Linked DNA regions of Arachis hypogaea: region 2 is linked to region 1. A link is a contact called in public Hi-C data. All regions are on one chromosome and are shown on one strand. Each heading gives the region's core, a stretch centred on a gene start, on an enhancer-like site or on the middle of the called end of the contact. The rest is flanking DNA. Distances are from core to core; before and after follow the strand shown. Region 1 holds the start of LOC140180228. Region 2 holds the start of LOC112754955 (ATP-dependent DNA helicase At3g02060, chloroplastic).

What was found. Hi-C and Micro-C count contacts between places; a contact is called where the count stands out from the background.
Region 2: a contact with region 1 is called in a Hi-C map of leaf, with 3 times the contacts expected there. The contact joins the promoter of LOC112754955 here to the promoter of LOC140180228 in region 1. A contact is called at or near these places in 2 of 8 Hi-C or Micro-C datasets (leaf and an unstated tissue).

The regions. Positions count from the first base shown.
Region 1 is chr16:128,318,858-128,325,395 of arahy.Tifrunner.gnm2.J5K5, forward strand. LOC140180228 reads left to right here and starts at 3,596. Exons shown (of 1, transcript XM_072220675.1): 1 at 3,596-4,231. The coding sequence starts at 3,596. The coding sequence ends at 4,231. LOC112754951 (UDP-glucose flavonoid 3-O-glucosyltransferase 7) reads right to left here. Exons shown (of 2, transcript XM_025802784.3): 2 at 442-689. It overlaps LOC140180227 (serine/threonine-protein phosphatase 7 long form homolog), which reads right to left and starts at 1,890. Exons shown (of 4, transcript XM_072220674.1): 1 at 1,831-1,890. The coding sequence starts at 1,890.
Region 2 is chr16:128,495,774-128,502,829 of arahy.Tifrunner.gnm2.J5K5, forward strand. It overlaps LOC112754955 (ATP-dependent DNA helicase At3g02060, chloroplastic), which reads right to left and starts at 2,445. Exons shown (of 14, transcript XM_025802793.3): 1 at 1,885-2,445; 2 at 1,469-1,756; 3 at 921-1,146; 4 at 434-679. The coding sequence starts at 2,219. It overlaps LOC112754956 (potassium transporter 4), which reads right to left. Exons shown (of 8, transcript XM_025802795.3): 6 at 6,751-6,865; 7 at 6,408-6,662; 8 at 4,546-5,941. The coding sequence ends at 4,854.

The DNA.
Region 1 (6,538 bases), core at 2,346-4,845:
ACGATCAATTGCGTAATCTAAGTCCGGGTACTGTTGGCGCACGGAGCCCATATTCCGTGGTTACAATTGTCGTTTTATTCTTACATTAGTATATTTGTCAGCGTTTATATCTTTCATGGATATAAATGATAATTTATTCAATAAAATAATATAAATAATTAATAATATACAAATGATAGAATTACAAAACTTTAAAATTAGTTTTTATAATTTAATTTATATTTTTTGTTTTTATTAATTTATTTATTTCAATTTTTTTAATTCAAAACCATCATAGTAAGCATGCTCTTCTATTTTATCATCATTGTTATTATTTTTATGATTTCAGTTGGTCCAAGAACGTGGGTTTCAATCTCTTTTTTTTTTGTCATAATGGGTTCCAATCTTAAATTTGTGACACCAAAATCCTAATTTTTCTGGTGGTTACAAAAATTAGCCATAATACTCAATGTCCCAATCACAACCAAAAAAACATGGCCAATCCATCAAAAAGGCCCAAAAGATTAACTAAAATAATAACAATGTCGTCATTAACTTAAAAAAAAATTAATGTCATTAACTTCATCTAATTTCACAGAAGAGAGACATGACATAATACAAGCTCCTGCAGCACCTCAGAAGCTGTCTTTTCTTCTCAGGAAATAAGGGACACGCGTGATGTAATTGTGCATTTCACGTAATTTCATCAGCTGAAAAAAAATATGTTCTTTATCACCAAAGCATTCACCTTATTAATTATTAAAAATTTGAAGCAAACTTATTCTCACTATCATAACTAATATTATAAAATAATTATAATAACACTCTAATTATAATAATAATTACTCAAATATAACAATAATAACAATAATAATAACCATTTATTATATTATCTATAACATACACGATTTGTTATTAACATACAGTATTAATTATTATTACAAACCTTAATATAGTATTAAACATAATAATTTTTTTAATTAAATATTATTAAAAAAACCGTTTACTGTTAACAGTATTATTATTATTATTATCATAAAAAATAATAATAAATTACTAAAAAATAATAATAAATTATTACACATTATTGTTATTAAAAATTATTAATAAATTATTCTCATTAACATACCCACTATTATTATTATTATAATAATAATAATAATAATAATAATAATAATAATAATAATAATAACAACAACAACGTCACTAACAACACTGCCTATTAATAACAATAATAATATAATACCAGTATTAAAAAATTTAAACCGTAATGAGAAATAAATAACAACATAATATTAGTTATAATAATATTAATAACCCCAATATTACTAATTACAACACAAATAAATAAATAAAATTCGAATAAATCTATATATTTATTGTTAAATATTAAAAAAAAATTACTTACAAATTGAGGATGATCCAAATACTCAATAATATGTTCTTCTGGTTTGGTATAGTCATGCACCATTTTTTTTTCCTATACTGTGCCCTTCTTCTTCACCAAGCTCCTTCTCACAGTAAACTTTCTTTCTCACTCTCCCTCAACTATTTTTCACTTTGCTTCAGTAACTAATTTTTACTTTGCTTCCTTCCATCTGCGTTTTCCGCTTATAAGCACCAAGCTGAGACACCCGTAGAGTACACGTGGCGTGCATGCAGATAGGGAGCCTGCAAAACGCAACCTGTGTTTGGCTCTGCTACGTTGACAAACGCATCCTGCGTTTGGCTCTATTCCTGTTAGCATGCAGGGGACATTTCGCTTGCTGGTTCTCCTTCCTCACCAATCGCAGCCTGCGTTTTGCAGGGCCTGCAGTTTTTTTATTCCAACGCCTGCAAAACGTTACCTACGTTTTGCAGGTCTCTGATCAACACAGATCCACAATTTGGGACAACACACCATGCATCCATATACACGTTGATCACCAATCATTTCTCCATAACCAAATTAATTTCTGGCAATTTTTTGGGACCAATTTGACTATTGTTTTTGATACATTATTATGAAAGTCTAGTTTTGCCTTGTGGTGGCAGTATAGTGTTTCACGTAACTTGTATCTTCCAAGATTGGAATGTGATCAAAGTCTTCTCACTGCTCTCAAGTATTTAGGGAACTTTATTTTTTTTTGTTCACAATATTCTCCAACCTAATAGATCAATAACGAATTTTTTGCGAATCAAAGTTCTATTTAAGATCGTTGACGAATAGGTTACTGCATGTACAAGGCGGGATTCGAATCCCTGATAATTGCTTAAGTGAACTAGTGAATTAATCATTAGATCAATCAAAGTTGGTTATTTAGAAAACTTTATATTAAATCGTATTTACTCAATTGTCATCTTTTTGTCATTGGGCGGGGGTGAGATTTGAACATGAAACTTGAGGAATGAAAAGTGTTCATACTCTGCCTCATATAATTTAGGACCATAGGCCCAATAAAGATTTGGTCCTTTTTTAGAAAGTCCAATAGGTTGTAGGATCCGCCTGCTCGACTTGCTTGGAGCACGGGTTTCATGACCCATGTTTGACCTGAATTGCGCCATAAGCATAGCTCCGTCACCCACTACCATAGATGCTATCTACAAGTCAATAACCACCTCAACGTGGAAAATTTTTTCCATTTACTAAGGAAGTAACGGAAATGGATCATCTCCATTTTTTTCAACACTTGAGAGAATAAAGTGTGATCTCTCACCTTTAATTCTATAAGTGGGACCAAAAATAAATAGAAGAGAGAGCAATGAAGGGTGAGATTAAACACTGGACACCATTCAGTTTTTTTTTTCACTGGAGAGGATCCACTCCCGGAAGTAACTACCCACTACTACAAGTGGAGAGATACAAAAGTAATAGCCAACTCATCACTTCTTACTATAAATACTCCATCAAATCAATGTATTTTTCAACTCTAATTCACTAAAACTTATCTAAAATTTTTACTAATTTAAGTATTAGATTCCCTTATAGATACTTCCCACCATCTACTTAAAAACGTCAAACAACCTCATCTTATTGGTGAACACGTCGAGACCTTCAATTCAAAGGAGTCTGGACCTCATGTCTAGGCCCATAACACTTTGGTTTCAGGTATTTTCTTAGAACATAAAGCAACTTGATAAGGAGACACGTACTCGCATAAGGAGAGAGCCGATAGAACAATAGGTTCTCTTAAATTTTGAATATTAGTCCTTGTGTCAACCTGCTTAACTAGAGATCAATCAGCATTGTCCATATTCAACACATTAAACCCTTAACACTGATTCTTTTCACTAGTATTATCTAAATGTGTCCATCTTTAGCTTCTATTATCCCCTCATCTTACAAAAGACTATTCTTGATCCTCTACCCACACCAAAACCTTTCCCAAACCCAAAACAAAAATCCATCACACCTGCAACCACATGTAGGAAAAAAAAAGTTCTTAGAAACACACTAAACTAGCACTAAGGAGTGTTAAAAAGTAAGAATGGAAAACTTTGGCATGGAACCTATTGAAGGCAAACTAATCAGCATTCAACTAAACATAAGCCAAGGTTATGATCCAGATTGCCTCAACTTGGTAGGCAAAATAATCACAGAGAAAGAAGTCAGATTAAGGTGACAAAGAACATTATCATGGGCATTTGGGGCAACCCAAAAGGAGTGACGATATCGGAGGTAGGTAGAAATAAGATACTTATAAGCTTCAAGGATGAGAAGAAAGGCAATCAAATGCTAAAAAATGGTCCTTGGAACATTAAAGGCAATTTGCTCAACCTGCAGAGGTGGTCACAAAACGCTTCATTTATGATGTTTTCCATGACTTCATGGACTTGGATACAGATACATGGGATCCCAGTAGAGTATATGAATGAGAAAACGGCTAAAACAATCGGATATATGCTGGGAATTGTTGATAAGGTTAAAGATCCGAAGCAAGACGGGGTGCTGATGAGAAACTTTCTCAGAGTCACAGTGACCATAGAAATTACAAGACTGCCGCAAACAAGTTTCTGGCTGAAAAGGGATCAAAAGGAGAACAAATGGATAAGCTTCAAGTATGAACGATTCCAAGAGAGCTATTATTTCAATTGTGAAGTCATTGGGCATGAAAAGAAGAGTTGCACACAACCTATGGCCATGGTCAGCTTGGATCCGACAAAATCAAGGTACATAGTAGAATTAGGAGTCAATAGTACTAGAAAGTTATCTATCTCAGAGGGTGGAAGAAGCAGGGGCATCCACGAACAAACAGGAGAAGAAGAAGAATAGACAAAGAGGAAGATGAAGTTCACAAGAAAATTGGGTTTAACCAATGGTCTGAAGATAGTAGGTATAACCAGTAGTCCAAAATAGTGTCAAAAGAAGATGTCACATCCTATAGAAAAATTTCACATGAATTGAAGGAGTAGGGCGGTAGTTACGCACCAATAAAAGAGACATCAAAGACACTAGCACAAGGAAGTAGAGCAGAAGAGCAAAATAGAAATCTTTTCGCTAACTTTGAAACTTTCAAAGGAGTTCAGAGAGAGAAAGACAAAGATAAAGAAAGGAAAAGAAAAAGTGGATGATGATATATATATAGAGAGCAAAGACAGTAGGGGTTTTTACTTTGAGCCAAGCATTCCACTTGAGCCTAATAAAGAAGATCAAGAGGAAAGGCACCAAATAAAGTCTCAACCGTCTAAGGCCCAACCAAACATGAAGAGTATGGAAAAAGAAGACACATCACAAGGAGAAACAAAAAGTTCAAAGCAAAAAATTTTTAGAGTCCTTCTTCTCAGAGGCTAAAAGCCCAAATCACACAATATTAGTTGAGGGACAACAAAAGAATAGAGTAGAAGAATTATGGCTAATGCAAAATAAGGAAGATAGAGAAAAACTTAGAGAGGGTTATGAAAAAGTGGAAGCGACATGGCATTGGTGCATGGGAGAACCAAAGAACGGCAAGGGGACCACCAAGAAACACGAACAAAGACAAGAGTATTCAGATGGGCTGGAGGGAAATATTATGTTGAACTACCAATGGAAGAGGAGTTAAACACTAGGGAGTCAGAAACCATACCCATACCGAATTCGGAGGAGGAATTAATTAATTGTGTTAAAGATAGTATTAGGCTGAAAAGAAAATGAGAAGGAACAAACCTAAAGCTAATTGAAGACAAGGAATAGGTAGATGAGCAAGAGCAATAAGGAGTCAAGAGAGAAAAGCGGGAGAAGACGATCAATGAACTAGCAAAAAGTGATTTCTTAGGAAAGCAAGCAAGCAAATAAAGTTGAGGAGGTGGGCCTAATCAAGCCCCCACCTCAACCATGAAATTGATAAGCTAACACTGTCGCAGAGAAGCGGCAGCCACGACAGGTTCCGAGATAAAGAAGCTGTGCAAATAGCATAAGCCATCCATGATGTTCCTCATAGAGACTAGAGCTAAGGAGGAGAAGATTAGGAGTTTAGCAAAAAAAAATGACAATTTGAAAAATATTTTTGTGTAGAACTTCGGAGGCTGTCCGGTGGTCTATGTTTAATTTGGAGGAAGTATATGGATATTTCAATTCACTCTTAGAGTCAAAATTGCATTTCATGCTATATTAATGATAACAGGGGCAATAAGTGGAGATGCAATTTTATTTATGGCAATCCAACGTTCAAAAGTAGGAGAAATCTTTGGCTGCAATTAGCAATGCAAAATAATTTGATTGATGAACTAGTTTACTATATAGGAGACTTTAATGATATACTGGATCAACAGAAAAAGGTCAGAAAGACCTCAAAACCAAAAAATCACATTGAGGTATTTAGAGAGTTTGTCAACAAGAAAGATCTTATGGACTTAGAACAAAAATGGAATAAATTTACATGGTTTAGTAACCCAAGAAACGACTTTATAACTAGGAAAAGGTTGGACAGAGTGATGGCTAACTGAAAGTGGAGAAGACTCTTCCAGCATGCAGTTCTCACATCTCCACCAACCATCAGCTTGGATCACTGCCCTCTAGTCTTGGATCTCAAACCAGAAAGGATTAATTAGAGACTTTTTAGATATGATACGTTTTGGGATGACTATGAAAGCTGTGGAGATACCATTCAAAGAGCTTGGGTGAGGGGATCAGACATACAAGGAGGGTGGAGGAGCTCTTAGAAAAACTAGATAACTGCAAGAGAGACCTTAAAAAGTGGAGCAGAGATAGATTTAAGAGAGCGGATAAAGAGGTTGTCATGTGATAGGAAAACCTGCAAGAGCTGCAGAACTCATATTTGACTGTGAAAAACAAAAGACAAATCCAAGAAGTAAAAGAGAAGATCACAGAGATTTGGAAGAGGGAAGAAAAATACTGGGGACAAAGGTCGAGGTTGAAATGGATAAAATGGAGAGATAAGAACACTGCCTTTTTTATGCCTCAACAATCCAAAGAAGATATAGAAATAGAATTGAAAAACTCAAGGATACAAATGGAAAGTGGATCCAAGGTCAAAATGTAGTGAAGCAACTCATAGAGGACCACTACAATGCCCTTTTCAAGACTAGAGGACAGGTAAACATGAAGGAATTCTTGGAAATAATCCTCACTAGAGTCACA
Region 2 (7,056 bases), core at 1,195-3,694, 180 kb after region 1:
AACCAGAAGAAGGAATCGTTTCCATAAAAAAGTGAGTAGGCAATGAAATATATATCCAGCGAGCAAAATAAAGAATATATCATTTAAAGTCAGAAACTTCCAATTTGATGCACTGATAGGGTTCTTCACAAAAAAAGAGCTACTGAAAAGACATCACGTTTATCCAATAAGTGGAAACTGTTTTGTTAGTGCAGGGAAGTGTTACTTCAACCAAAAACTGACATGTATTCAGTTTAGCTCATGATTATAGTTTATGGATATTTTGACTTAGCATTAGAGAGAGTTCTTAACAAACTCAACTGGATGAAAGCATATTGTTGTTCTTATTTGACTACGAAATAAGTTAAACTATAATCCCCATACTTCATAAAATTAGATATATTTGAGTATTTAACTATAATAAAAATGGGAAAAAGAGAAAACTCGGCCATACCTGAAACCTGCTTAGTAGTCCAACTTTGAGATCAGGATATACAGAAAAGCGTTCAGATATAACATCAAAATGTTGTTTTGCTAGAACTCTAGTTGGTGCTAGAATCATTGCTTGCTTTTTCGCTGACACAACACAGTGGATAGCACGTAGTGCAACCTCAGTTTTGCCAAAACCAACATCTCCACAAATTAATCTGTCCATTGGAGTTTCTCGCTCTGTCAAATCCCTCTCAACATCAATAAAAGCCTGGACAGATAGAAAGGTACGTATTTGGAAGAGATGGAAATAACTCATAAGCATCAAATAAACATGTCATATTGAAACAAATGTGAATATGTATATGTATAAATTCTGATTTATCGTGAATGCCTTAGAACATAACATGTAATTATTTAAAAATTTTAAATTACAAATTAAAATTAGAATATACAATCATAATTAACAATTCCCCTTCCATCTAAACACATAGCATTTACTAAGATGTCACCTGTTGTTGATCAGGTGTAGGCTTATAAGGAAATTGAGCAGCAAATTCAGTCATGGCAAGACTTTTCGAGTACGGCGGTCTTCTCTGTTTGAGCCTATGTAGATAGAGCTCCATCAAGTCAACGACCATTTTCTGTATCGCAACCTTCCCCTTAATCTTTCTTTTCTCCCAACTACTAATATCATTTAACTTGCTCAATGTCCGAGGTCTTTTGTTCTCGTTTGGACTGCCAAGGCACAACCAAAATTTGACACGATCATGACCAAATCAAAACAATTCTCCAAACACAATTGACTACTAGCTAAACAAAATACTAGCTTCTCTAAAGTGCCTTAACAGGGTAAAGTGTTTGCATCAAAAGAAATTATGTCACACTTATGGTTCTTGTATCATGCAAAATTCTCAATCGCAACCATCAATTTTTTCATCGACGACCATGATTGTGCACTATCTCTCTATTGAAATGTCTAGCTAACTGACTTGTTCTATATATATGAATTACATTACAATAACAAAAAGGTAAGAGTAAGAGGGCAAGGAAAACTCACAGACTATATCTATAGAGCATTTTCGATGCCTGCTTAAGAGGAAGCTTCGCCATCCCATCAGCATACTCAATGAAAACATATTCAGTAGGTTCTGTAGAATTCTTTGGAACATCCAACCTGATCCCAACAAACCTCCCAATACCAACCTTCTTGTGAACAACATAGTCACCGGATTGAAGCGTATAAGGGTCAACCTTGTAGCTGAAGGTACCATCTTTCCCTTCCTTCCTCTCACCCTTCAGCTTCTGCAACCCCTTCTGCTGCTGCTCCTTCACCATCTGTATGTACCTATATTACACAAATACCTAACCGTATTCATATACGTATGATTTATCAAATACTGTAATCTTAAACTCCTTAAATTCATGGCTAATTCATATTGTACTCAATACTTATTTGTGAAACATAGTATGTACCTATCAGCCTCCTCTGAGTCCATAACAGTTCTTGAGACCTCCCTGCTGCCATAGTCGCGACGAATTCTCTCGTTGAGCAAGGCAATTGAGTCATTCTCAAGCTCATTCTTTTTCTCTGTTCTGTTCCCCAATTTGGAAGGGGAAGAAGAAGGGGCATAGACCCCTTGCGTATAGAATGCATTGGTGGGAAAAAGAAGTACGTTTTTCTTCTTGATGTGAAGGGCTATAGGGTATAAAGGGTGGGGGAGGATGAAGAGTTTCCAAGTTTTGGGGGAAGAAGTGAGCTTGGAGATAAGGGGTGTGGAAAAGTGTGGAGTTGGAAGGAGTGAAGCCATGGAAAGAGGAGAGTGGTGTGTGGTTTTCAGAGGGAAGAATGGAAATGGGTCATTGGAAAAGTAAAAAGTTTGAATCTTTGTGAAGAATGCGTATTTTGAGAAGATAGAATCAAATTCAGAGATGAATGTTGGAGGTTTTGGAGGGGTTTTGCGCAAACAGGGAACAAATATCTTATATCATCATAACTCAACTTCCTGTTTAATATCAAAAATATTTTGTCAAATTATTTTTTCTGGGGTTGAGATAAGACATAAGAGGCTGTGCAGGATATTTTTTTTTCTTTTCTTTTATTTATTTACTTATTTTATATATTTTAATGGGCCTGCGGTTTGGGTTCCTCTTCCAGCAAGTTGAAACAAAAAAGAAACGAATTACTAGTTTCAAGACCAAAAAATAAAAAGAAAAGGGAAATAAGAGGGATATCTTCGAATTCCAATCCTAAAAGTCAAATTCTACTTAAAAATGTTTACACAAATCAAATTTTATTGTAAATGTGGGTAGGACTCGCAATTCATATCCTACTCGCGGGTACCTAACTCGATCCAACCCGTTCGAATAGGGTAGGCTACCTGACCCGCTGCGGGTAGGGTAGGGTACGGTCTGGGTATGCTTGCGGGTAGGGTAGGGTACGGATTTAGGGTGTATCCTATCCTATCCTACCCGCACCTCATATATAACATATTTTATTAAAAAATAAGTATATAGTGAAGGAAGTGAGAGTTAAACTCACAACTTGAACAACCACTAAATTAGTTAGTTAATTTAGTAATTTAGAACATTAATTTTTTATTTTTTATGTTATTAATATGTATAAAATTTGAAATGATTGAATTTTATATTTACTTTGAAAAAATTTGATATTTTTGCGGGTAGGGTAGGGTTTAGAACTTTAGGGTGCGTGTAGGGTTAGGGTTGAGAGATTCTCAACTCGCGAGTAGGATATGGTAGAGTTTTAATAAAATTTTCAATCCACGAGTAGAGTTATGGTAAAGGTCAAACCCTACCATACCCTACCCATTGCCAGCCCTAATTGTGGGTAAAGGACCTTTCTAGCACATCCTACCCATTGCCAGCCCTAATTGTGGGTAAAGGACCTTTCTAGCACGGGAGAATCTCATTACAAAATTAAAGAAAAAATGTAAAAATTTAATTGAAAGTTTTAAAATTATAGTGACGGGTAGAAGAAGTTAACCAATCAATTTGACTCAACCGGGATATGCACTGGTGGTTCCTATTGTGTGAATAAATGACATTCCTCCTTTGTGCTCATCAACAATCGAAGCATATAACTAAGAGGAAATATGGCTGATCCTTTGGAGCGGAGGCCGGAGGAACTATCACTTTGTATCGGGCATGCAATAAATTAACATTTTTTTAGTAATAGTGCAGAGCTCTTAGGCATTTAACATGGTCTTGGATTAGCCAACCATCAATGCTTTCACAGGGCACGGGCTATCCTTGCGCACTCTCTAAATGTACCATCGCCCTTTTTTATGCTGGCTTTAGAGGAATAACTTATTTTCAGGCCGTTCTTTCGTAAAAGAGAATAACTATCAATAAGCATAAGCATGTTGGCTGAAGCCATTCAACGTAGGTTCTTTCCATCAGAACCTTCCTAGATTTGCTTGTCTGTTTTAGATATCTTTTATATTTGCTCCACTCTACTGTGTTGAGCTTTTGTTTTCAAAAAAAAAAAAACCTTCCTAACCACGATATCCACTGGTTCGTTCACAGAGCAAGACACCAAAGTAAAGCAAAACTGCCAGTCCAGTCTCAGAGCGATCTTGAGAAGAAAGCCCCTCTATGTGGTGTTGTGGAACAATTTTGCTAGATCAAAGATTGCGAGCTTCTGCGCAATAAACACCCCGAAAACCACACTCCCAAGCTAGTTGCAAACTGCAATAAATAGTCAGCAGCTCTGCATGAAGAGGCCGATGATGCAGACAAGTTCCGGAGCAGCTCTTCACCCAGCTGCCGTCTGCATTGCGAATGACGGTGCCAAAGGCAGACTGTTGAGGCTCCATGAAAACAGTTCCATCAGAGTTAACTTTCACAAACACCAAAGGAGATGGAGACCAGCGAAAAGAGATTGAGTGATGGCTCATAAGCTGGCCATGCTGCAGTAGAGCCTGGAATTCCAAGGCTGAGAAGCGATCATAATGGGGTAGAGTTAGTATTACCAGAATCTCTTTTGATCCAGGACCCTCAGCATTATCACAACCATTGGGGTAAACGCCAGAAGCACTAAGATTGTGGATTTGTGGAAGAAATGGAAGAGGGCAGTTGGAGGAAAAGTGCCCTTTGGTATGTGCTAATTGGACATAATTTAGGTGCGCAAATAACACTTTTACTAAATAAATAATCGGAAGGAAAGGAGAAAGATCATTTCTAGGTTGAGTCTTCTAATACTCACCCAAAAAAAAAAAAAAACTTCTAATACAAAATTATTGCAACTATATAATATAATTACACATTAGGAGAGCAGCATAAACCTTACAAGCGTTTTTCTCAGAGAGACCCTCCTCTGCCATACTCATTTTTCCATGAGCGAGGCAATAAAAATAACACCTATAGCCTGGAGCATAGATTCTATACAGCCAGGAAGAAGTTGTAAATCAAATTTTACCAAGAAACTAAACATAATATATCATTCCAACTTCAATGAGACTGATGTGAGGAATGTTAAGAGCCACAGCAGGACCCCTGCAATTCTTGCGTAGAAATGAGTAACCGATATCAATCACAAGCTTCTTCAAGAATGAGGATGATTTCCTAGCCTTAACATATGAGTGCCCCAATACATAAGCAACCCCAGCTTCCTTAGCTTGAATCAAATCCACAAGTTCTTCCCTAACTGCAGGATCCATACCAGGATTGTTTGGTAGCTGAAATCTTACTCGACGCCTTCTAACTTGTGGACTTTCATCATCATAAACCGATTGCAAGCTGCGCAGGGTTACAGATTTACTGCTGGGGATGGAGCTGTCCACGCCAATTTCCTCAATCTCGGAAACTATTAAGCTTGCAGTGGATTCTAAGGTTCTGGTACTTATAACAGCCATCCTCCCATCGAGCGAAGAGCTTTCAGAACTTGAGTACTGTGGTTCTTCTGCTTCCCTCTGTATAAACTCTGCTATACTCTGTATTAGATGGTTCTCGAAGTCTCCATCGTCCCTTTGAATGTCCTTGTACCCATATCTGACAATGCACCTGTACATTCGATAAGGTCTCGGACAAACTCGACCAATAAGGAATCTTTCTTCTGGGGAGACATATGGAACAGGGACTGATTTCACACAGACAAAAACTAACACCTTGTGAAAGGCAGGAAGATTTGTTACAAAATGGGAAAATATTGAAGGAATTCCAGTTGCTAGTTCTGAGTAGATGAGACCTATTCCTGGGACTCGAACAATGCCAAGGCTTGGGCCCAAACCCAGTAACCACTTCAATGAAACTTTGTTGTGCAGATCATAGCTGTACTTCCTTCGAGTACCATAATGCCATACATACATAACAACCATGAAGATGCAGGATAAGACAAGAGGAACCCATCCTCCCTGAGGCACTTTCATGAATGCTGCTGATAGATAGGTGCCCTCTATCACCCAAAAGAATAAAAGGAATGCTATAGCAATCACAACACTTTTTTGCCAGACAAAGATTGCGACCAGAGTCATCAGAAAGGTCGTCACAAACATTACAGTCATACATGCGAGTCCTGTAAATCAATGCCATGAATTAAATTCAAAACGAAAAAAACCAACATTCAAACTGTAATTTGTAACAACATTGTTAGCAGAAACTCCCGAATTCAAGGTAGCAGAGCAGGAATTGTAACACATCAAACTAGAAAACAGAAAAAAAATAAATAAATAAATAAAGGGCTGGGATATTAACCATACTATCATTATTTTCACATCCACAAGCCAGTAATTATTGTATTCTTGCTCTCCATAACAACTATTAGGACTTTGACTAATTGAACTATCAATCCGAACATATAATCAGAGGAAAACAATGATCTGAAGCAAATGAACAGAAATTTACCATACTCACAAGGAAAAAGATCCTCTAAGATGAGGATTTTGGTAAAGTGAAAAAGTGACAAATGTCTTTGTGGGTGTGTGTGTGTGGTTCCGGGGGGGCGGGGGGTATGCTTTTTTGAGCAGGGAACCTTATATTACCGTAAGCATTTCCAATTATAGTTGTGTCTTGAAATCCAATGGTTATTGCAAGAGTCAGGATCATGAGTATCCAGTTTATCTCTGGGATGTAGATTTGCCCATATATATGTTTTGAAGTGTGGACAACTTTAACTCGTGGAAAGCAGCCAAGTGCATGACACTGCTTGATGATAGAGAAAGTTGCGGTTATAACAGCTTGACTCCCAACAATAGCAGCAAGGGTGGCAACAACAAAAACAGGCCAAAATACAGGTTCTGCAGGAGAAGCAAAAAAATTAGCAATTGCACTAAATTACTGAATCTCAAAGCAGTATTAACGAATGAGAGTAACGAATGGACCAACCAGGTATTGAATCATAAAAACTGTTATGAATAGATTGAAGGTTCTTAGACAAGAAAGCAGCTTGGCCCATATACTGTACCACCAAACAAGGGTATATAACAAACGCAAATGCAATCTGCAAAAGGGAGGAAAATATTAAGGAATCTCTTGACAATTGAGCATGTACTACTTATTGTTGCTTTCCCAGAAAATAGTAGTAATTTGTAAAACTAAGATCAATTTGATTATGTTGATTTCATAGAGAAAATGGTGGATAAGAGGGCAAGAGAAAAAGAAGAGAAAAAAAAAAGGAGAAAGAAAACACTC